3 separate regions of the Mus musculus genome follow, and all the other regions are linked to region 2. Evidence: chromatin contacts called from public promoter capture Hi-C data. All regions are on one chromosome and are shown on one strand. Each heading gives the region's core, a stretch centred on a gene start, on an enhancer-like site or on the middle of the called end of the contact. The rest is flanking DNA. Distances are from core to core; before and after follow the strand shown. Region 1 holds the start of Apoo (apolipoprotein O). Region 2 holds the start of Gspt2 (G1 to S phase transition 2). Region 3 holds the start of Spin4 (spindlin family, member 4).

Region 1 (2,700 bases), core at 149-2,648, 270 kb after region 2:
CTGTTATGTCAGTCATCTTGAAACCATAAGGAAGACCAACAATGCCATAGTAAATGCCATAGTAAACCCTGATGGCATTGCTGAGCCAACAAATCTATGAGTTCAGTGTCCATCCTTCCTCTGCATTTAGTGACATAATTCCCCTCAGTATTTAACAGTTAGACTTTATTACCCTAATTTCACAATGGGGGGGGGGGGGAACAGGCAGTTAAGTGGAGTTAAGTGACATGTCCATTATCATATAGCTAGTAACTGACAATACCACAGCACTGGAAGGCAGAAGCCATGGTCTCATTTTGCAGCCCTTACTATTGTGCCTCAAACACCCACCGCAGCTGCAAGAAACTTTGAAATGAGGAGCACAAGTCTGAAATTTCATTAGCACCATTCTGTAAATATTGTGTTTCTTGAGACTTGATTTTGTAGATTTCTGGCTGCCTGTGGCTATTTTTTAAGACAGAAACTTTATGTAACACTGGTTGTCCTGGAAATCGCTACGTAAACCAGGCTATCCTCGAACTCATCTTCATGAATTTATCCACTGCCTCTGCCTCCTGAGTGCTGGGATTAAAGGTGTGCACAGCCTGTGGGGTTTTTTTAATGACAAAATATATTTGCCGTTTAAGAAAGAATAATTTATGCTAAAATACAGGTTTTTGAAAGTCTTCACTGTAAATGTCCATCTTATGGAGGACAGTTCGAAAAAACTGTAAGAGGGGAGAAGAGTCGACTTCATACTAATGCTCACTGGGCAGTAAAGCTCCAGCTACATACACACACACACACACACACACACACACACACACACAGAGAGAGAGAGGGGGGGAGGGGGAGGGAGGGGGAGGGAGGGGAAGGGAGGGAGAGAGGGGGGGATGAGGGGGAGAGAGAGAGAGACCCCCCCGCCCCGCCCCAAGCCAGCATCCCCGACATCCTCCGAAGCTGACCCTCCCCCACCCACGGGCCAGGTTCTGAAACTTGATCCTGCCAAGCAACCAAAGCCACAAACCCTGCAGCGCCCAGACCTGGCTTCATCCTCCCCACAACCCCAAAAGGGCATTAGCCGAGGAGGTGGGCACGATAGAGGCGTTTTAACTTTTCAAAGTGTTTCATTCGCGAGAGAGCTCAAAGGGCCGATCCCACCAATCTAGGGTTTCACTCCACAACCTCACAGGTGCTGGTACCGAGTGCTGAATGAACCGCCGCCAAGCCAGAATTTAGCCCGGAGGTGAAAAAGGCCTCAGGAGGAACCGAGTCTGGTCCCCAAAAAGACGCCCGGGAGCGTGGGGAGGGCTCCTGGAGGCTGAGAGGGGACAATGACAGCTGTGACCCGGCTCCACATTCTCACCTTGAACATGTCGCTGGCAGCCGCGGCTCCGGCAGGGTCACCCCTCCCTTGGCCCCTCCCACTATAAAAAAGGCAACTACGGTGGCCGGGTTAGATCCTGATTCCCTTGACCACGAGCGAGCACGAGATGATGCTGTGACGCCAGCTTAACCCGCCAAAAGCTCGGCCTGCGCCGCTAGGTGGCGTGTCGCGTTGCTTAGCAACCGAGAGGCGCGCGCGGGAACCTAACAAATTCAAACCCCGCCTCCTAGACAGTCCTGCCTCCTTGCAGGCTGTTGCTAGGCGGCAAAAGGCTGCAGGTCCGTGTGGGCGGCCGCACGCTGTGGTGAGAAGAAGGCGGTTCTCTGGCTCCCTGCCGCGCCGGGGACTGGCTTTCGCCTCCACTGCCAGGCTCCGGCTGCGAGGGTTGAGAATCCTGCACGCTGAGGCAGCCAGGCGGTGGCGCCCGACGGACGAGGGTAAACTGCACCAGTCTCTTAGGGAGAAGCAGCGGATCGACCCGACCTTGGGGCATCGATTTACCTCATAAAAGGTTTTTCCCTTAAAGAATTTACCTTGCGCTGAACGGTCCTTAAGTTTTACGTTTAAACTAAATGTAACATGTCGCTTACTTGTGAAAAAATGACCGGTACCGGTGTTTTTCTTTTTAAAGTACTAAAGTGTAAATCTGACAATCAAATATTGGTCCCATTTAATACTTGTAGACGTAAAATGGCAGTATTTGGCTATTTGCGAGAAAAACTGGCGTTGTCGCTGGTTTAATAATTTCATTTTTTCCACCCAAGTCTATGGGCACAATTGTCACGGCCGAGCGTCCAAGGCTGTGAAAAATCTAAGGCTAGGATTCAACTCCAGGTAGGCTGCCTCTTGAAATCTCAGCGCTAGCCTCAGGGAACACTAGCGGGTCCGATAAAGACGGCGTATTTCATATTTCGTTTCTGTCCTAATTCGACAGAAAATGGAAGAAGCCCTGTGGGCGGGCGTCCTGGAGATGCGGAGATTTTTTCAGTGTAAGGTCACTTGTCCTTTTACCCAGAGACTGATTGGGACACACCTGTCCTTAAGGAAATTAGGGGGGTTTTTATTCGCTGAGGGAGAGAGAGAGAGAGAGAGAGAGAGAGAGAGAGAGAGAGAGAGAGAGAGAGAGAGAGAGAGAGAGAGAGAGAGAAGGAAAAGGCGCGCCGCGCGTCTGGGACAAGCTGGAGCGCTTCGGTAAGAAGTTAGGTTTGTCGTAGTATGTAGTATCGGAGCTTTAGTTCAGTGATTTGTGGTCAAAGTTTTTTGGTTTTTTTTTTTTTTTTTAAAGCGGGACTTTGCGGTGTTCGAAAGTTTCAGGGAGGAGAAAGCCCTAGAGC
Region 2 (2,700 bases), core at 178-2,677:
GGTGTACCAAGGACAGAAATCAGATTGCTCTTTAATATTTGCTCCAGTCAGTCCTGAGCAGGGCATAAAGTGAATGTCCTTTTTTGGACTGAAACCAACTTTTTTCAAAAAGGGCACCAGTTTTTCTTTACATTCTTCATATCGCTCACTGCTCCAATCTACTGTGGGGTCATCCATCTTATTAATAAGCACTATTAAGTATTTTACCCCTGCTGTTTTGGCCAGCATTGCATGTTCTCTTGTCTGTCCACCTTTTTCAAATCCAGTCTCAAATTCCCCTTTCCTGGCAGAGATCACCAGCACAGCTAAATCGGCTTGAGAGGCACCGCCAATCATATTTGGGACAAAACTCTTGTGGCCAGGGGCATCTAGGATTGTGAAATGCTTCTTTTCCGTTTCAAAATACGCACGGCCCACTTCCACTGTTTTACCCTTGTCTCGTTCTTCCTGGTTTGTATCTAAGGCCCAGGACAAGTACCAGGTCTCTCTATTCTTCTCCTTAGCTTCTCGTTCGTATTTCTCAAGTGTCCTTCTGTCAACCATTCCTGTCAAAAACATTATTTGTCCTCCAATGGTTGACTTGCCAGCATCCACATGCCCAATGAAGACCACATTTACGTGTTCTTTCTTAGGTGCACCTGATGGTATGGACACAGATTTTGATTTCCTTACTTCCTCTTTCTCCTCCATCACTTCCTTGACACTTTCTTCTGGGGGCCCTGCATCTCCCAAAGAAGCCTCAGGCTTTGCTTCACTCACTTCTTTAAGCTCCCAAGATTCTTCTAGGGCCATCTCCACCTCTCCATTTTCTACAACAGGTTCTGAAAGTTCCATGGTAACAACTGAACTGGAACCCTCCCACGACACTAAAGGGCCATCTTTGGAAGGTTCTACAGGTGCTCCCCATTCCATCCGTTTACCTTCAGGCTCCCCGGCGCCACCGATGCAGGTTTCGTCGCAGCTGGAGGCTGTGGGGGCGGGCGGCTGGGCCGATCCAGGCAGGAAGGACGGCACGAACTCCGCTGCGCTTACGCTAGGCACGAAAGGTTTGGCGTGGATGTTGAGCTGACTGCTGAAGGCCAAGCTGAGATGCTTGCGCTGGGCCTCGGCTTCCGCGGCCTCAGCCGCTGCCATGGCTGCGGGGGCGATTCCATCCCCGCTCGGAGCCGAACCCGGGGCTTCCATGTCCACCTGATCCCAGCAGTCGGGAGCCGAGTCGCTGCTGCTGCCGAGATCCATGGTGTGAGCAGCCGGGGTGCGGCGGAGAAGGAGCGAGGTAGGCAGGTCAGGAGGAGAGGGTTCTACCGGTGGTAGTAAGGCAGGAACAGCCACGGGCCACGGGCGAGCGACGCGAACCTTAGCGGCGCGGAGGCAGCTAAGCGCAGATGCTGCACTCACAGCTGCGGCGGCGGCAGATATGGCCGCTCAAGGCTCAGCTCCAATGTGTGAGCGAATCTCCTCCCCCAAATCCCAATCACTTCCGACTCCTCCACCCCTGACCCAACGCCTGTGGTGAATTGACCCCTCGCTGCCATCCGTAGGTTTGTCCCCGTTAGTTCTCAGTCAGAGGCTGAGTCTCCAAGTACAATTTAAAAAGAAAAGAAAAAGAAAAAAACACGAGATTTTCTATTTATTTTGGTTCACACAATCTGACAGAATGATTTGACCACGTTCCAATGATTAAGCCTTAGATACACCTGACTTAAAATTCTAAAATCTTCACATAAAACGAAAATTCCTATTGAACAAATGGGAGGCAAAAAATGAGCAACAAGCGGGGTGGGAGGTCAGTAGCGCTTACACGGGGATTTATAGAATGAATCAAGATAGTAATTGCAACTTAAAATCACGAATTAATTTGAAATCGAGAGGCTTTTTGTTCCCATTGATGCCCCCATCCGCTTGCATTTTAAGGATGGGGTTAATGGTCTTTTTAAATTACCAAGGAAAGCAATTTTTAACAATTATTCTAATCATTTTATATGCAAGTATCCGGACAGTAGCAGGCAGGCCATTCTCTGGAGTAAGGCCACTGTACCTTTCCAACCATCTGTAGTTGTACCTATATACCAGGACTTCTACAAGAATCACAGGCCATGCCCTTTCAGCTTCGTTCGGAAACCAGAACTGAGTTTGCAATAGGAATCAATGCAGTGGCAGAGGTAAAAAGAAACTGGCTGTAAGCTCAATTAAAGCCACTATGGCCTCTAAAGTGTAGAAAATCCTTTATAGTTCTCATTAATAGACTATCACCCTCAAAAATGGTTGATATTTTATCTAAATCCTGGATGTACTTGTTTGTAAATTATAGCAATCAGAGAGGAGAAAGCTGGGGATGATCCAATTTACTTTTCCCAGGTGGAGTTGTAGGCATTTGTTTTAAATCAACCCAATAACAAAGTAAGACGTTATAAAACCAAGTGGATGACTGGTAATTTGATCACTATGTTCTCCATACTTCATGAGAATATCAGGGCCCTTGATAGTGCTCACTATGGAGCTGCCACAGCTGTGTGCTATTTATTTCCCACCTTTACCTGCCCTTGGTTCTTTTTCCCTGGTAATGGTTTATTTCTTTTATTGCAGAAAAAAGAAAAATAATAGGAAAAACTGAGAAGTAAAATGTAAAGATAGACTTCTGGGCAGCACCCCGCACAGGTACTGGAACATTTTGTGACCCTAGGACAACGTTCTTTAAAT
Region 3 (2,700 bases), core at 188-2,687, 390 kb before region 2:
CAGGGAATGCTGTCAGATAGTATCTGAAGCCTACTGCAGAAGTTTCTCCGGTTTGCTATAACACGCCTACCCAAGGCTTCCCCTGATGCCTTTTAAAAGTTTCCTGATTTATAGTTCTCTTTGTTTTGCTGCTATAAAAATTTCATGAGGCCAGTTGGGTAAGAGGCTTATCTTACAAAGGAACTTGTGGCATAAACCTGTGGACTTGGGTTCAATCCATTGAATTCAAGTAAATGTGGAAGGAAAGAAGTTACTACACAATGTTATCTTCTGATTTCCACTTTTCCACTTCTGCCCCCTTCCAACATAGACACTTCATGCACACACAGGTTAATAATAAACAGCAGCGACAACACCAACAAAATTCCATGAAACTGTTACCACATTGGAACATAGAACTTGGGGTAACCTAAAGTTGTGGACCTTGGTCTTGGTCACTTATATTTGATTCTAGAATAAACCATCTTTTATTTTGAGATGAGAGCTGTGTTCTTTATGTTCACATATGGAACCATTAAAAATTGTGTTTCCAGCCTGGCATGGTGGCGCATGGTTTTAATCCCAGTACTTGGGAGGCAGAGAAGGGGGGGGGGGCATATCTCTGAGTTCGAGGCCAGCCTGGTATGTAGAGTGAGTTCCAGGACAGTCAGGGCTACCCAGGGAAACCCTGTCTCAAAAAACTGAAAAACAAATCATGTTTCCAGCATATTTAATCATGACAGAAACTACTCGTGATATAAGTGACAAAGTAAGCAAAAAAGGTATAGAAATATAAAAGTTGCTCTCAAATGCATAAGGTTATAGAAAGATATATTAATAAGAAATCAGCTTAATAAACATTTTGATGTTTGCCTGGTTTGTATGGCTAAAGTTAGTTTTGTTTTGCTTTGCTTTTTATTTCACTCAGTTTTAGAAAAGCAAATACCAGCATATTTTCCTTCCACTTAGAAAAACATACTAAAAATCGTTAGGACGAATGATCAGGTAGAAAATATAAAGGAGAGTTTAAGTTAACATGGTGGACTGTGCACGACTTTTCCCCAATCCCGCTTCAAATTTCTTAAAAAAGAAAGAAATTGTAGATTTGTTTATACAATTTCTCCCACCCCACGTATTTTTTTTTCTTTCTTTTTCACTTTTCTTTTCTTTTTCTGCTTGTGAGGAATTCCTGGAAGATAGAAAGCAGATGGAGCCTCAGTGAAGTATGCAGTTGGGCAGCAGACAGCCTGCAGGGGAGGAGGGGTGTTGTACTGTCTGGTTCTGGTGGGAATGAACCGGCTGGGGGGCCACGGGAGTAAAGGAGAGAGCCTGTGTCAGTGTGGCTGCCCCAGGAGCGGAAGGCAGGACGGAAGCGGGAGGGGTGGAGGAAAGGAGAGGGCGGGCTCAGAGGAGGAGGATTCCCTAAGCAACAAAAATCCCGGTTTCGCAGATTGGCCAAGCTGACAAGCGCTGCCAAGACCAGGCCGCGCAAAGCGCAAACTGCTGGGAGACGTGCTACTGCCTGCACTTTCGTGGCCGCGAAACATCCCTGTTATCTCCGGTCCAGGTTAACAGTCCACTTCTTCTCTGTTGCCGTTCTGCGACCGCAGCAGCGTTGACAACAGCTAAGTGGCGGATTCTGGCTGGGACGTGGGCTTGGGAGTCCGGGAAGGCGCCAGGGGCGGACAGAACGAACCCGGGAGCCCGCCATCTCTCTGGAGCCATCACTATTGCAGTCACCCCTCCCTGAAGGAGGAAAAAAGCACTAGTGAGCGGCACTCTCTGTCTCAGTTCCCAGTCAGTTAGCTCTTTTCTGACAAAATCTGAAAAGAGGACTGATACAGTCTCTCGGATCGCGAAAAATATCTGCCGTTGGACACTGCTGACTGTTAGTCAGCTTGTTAAGCAAAGAGCAGCTTTACTTTGGCCACCGAAGCCTCGAGCCATGTCTCCTCCGACTGTGCCTCCTACTGGGGTGGATGGTGTGTCCGCGTACCTGATGAAGAAAAGGCACACTCACAAGAAGCAGCGCCGTAAGCCCACTTTCCTCACTCATAGGAACATCGTGGGCTGCCGCATTCAACACGGCTGGAAAGAAGGCAATGAGCCCGTGGAGCAATGGAAAGGTACTGTGCTCGAGCAGGTCTCCGTGAAGCCCACTCTGTATATCATCAAATATGATGGCAAAGACAGTGTGTACGGACTGGAACTGCACAGAGATAAGAGAGTTTTAGCGCTGGAGATTCTTCCTGAGAGAGTTCCTTCTCCTCGCATTGACTCTCGCCTGGCCGATTCCCTGGTTGGGAAGGCAGTGGGACATGTGTTCGAAGGTGAGCATGGCAAGAAAGATGAGTGGAAGGGTATGGTGTTGGCGCGAGCCCCCATCATGGATACTTGGTTTTACATCACCTACGAGAAAGATCCGGTCCTCTATATGTACACCCTGCTGGACGACTACAAAGATGGTGACCTGCGTATCATTCCAGATTCCAACTACTACTTCCCTGCAGCTGAACAGGAGCCTGGGGAGGTGCTCGACAGCCTTGTGGGCAAGCAGGTGGAACACGCCAAAGACGACGGGTCCAAGAGAACTGGGATCTTTATTCATCAGGTGGTAGCCAAGCCATCTGTCTACTTCATTAAGTTTGATGATGATATTCACATTTATGTCTATGGCTTGGTGAAAACCCCGTAAGTTTATAGACCTCTTTGCGAAACGTG

What was found. Promoter capture Hi-C pulls out the DNA fragments that hold promoters and counts their contacts. Capture Hi-C pulls out chosen DNA fragments and counts their contacts.
Region 1: a contact with region 2 is called in a promoter capture Hi-C map of liver. The contact joins the promoter of Apoo here to the promoter of Gspt2 in region 2. A contact is called at or near these places in 3 of 39 promoter capture datasets (cranial neural crest and embryonic stem cells), 2 of 484 Hi-C or Micro-C datasets (both in embryonic stem cells), 1 of 115 datasets of contacts at active chromatin or transcription factors (stem cell-derived neural progenitor cells) and 3 of 9 other capture datasets (adipose tissue, liver and macrophages).
Region 3: a promoter capture Hi-C map of embryonic stem cells shows a contact between it and region 2, with 3 times the contacts expected there. The contact joins the promoter of Spin4 here to the promoter of Gspt2 in region 2. A contact is called at or near these places in 10 of 39 promoter capture datasets (the C10 cell line, the HPC-7 cell line, the SN4741 cell line and 6 more), 1 of 484 Hi-C or Micro-C datasets (cranial neural crest) and 1 of 115 datasets of contacts at active chromatin or transcription factors (extraembryonic endoderm stem cells).

Annotation. Positions count from the first base shown.
Region 1 is chrX:94,365,808-94,368,507 of GRCm38.p6, reverse strand. Apoo (apolipoprotein O) reads right to left here and starts at 1,398. Exons shown (of 9, transcript NM_026673.4): 1 at 1,346-1,398. The coding sequence starts at 1,354. Fam90a1b (family with sequence similarity 90, member A1B) reads left to right here and starts at 1,731. Exons shown (of 10, transcript NM_001362881.1): 1 at 1,731-1,877.
Region 2 is chrX:94,634,796-94,637,495 of GRCm38.p6, reverse strand. Gspt2 (G1 to S phase transition 2) reads right to left here and starts at 1,427. Exons shown (of 1, transcript NM_008179.2): 1 at 1-1,427. The coding sequence starts at 1,239.
Region 3 is chrX:95,025,419-95,028,118 of GRCm38.p6, reverse strand. Spin4 (spindlin family, member 4) reads left to right here and starts at 1,437. Exons shown (of 1, transcript NM_178753.4): 1 at 1,437-2,700. The coding sequence starts at 1,925. The coding sequence ends at 2,674.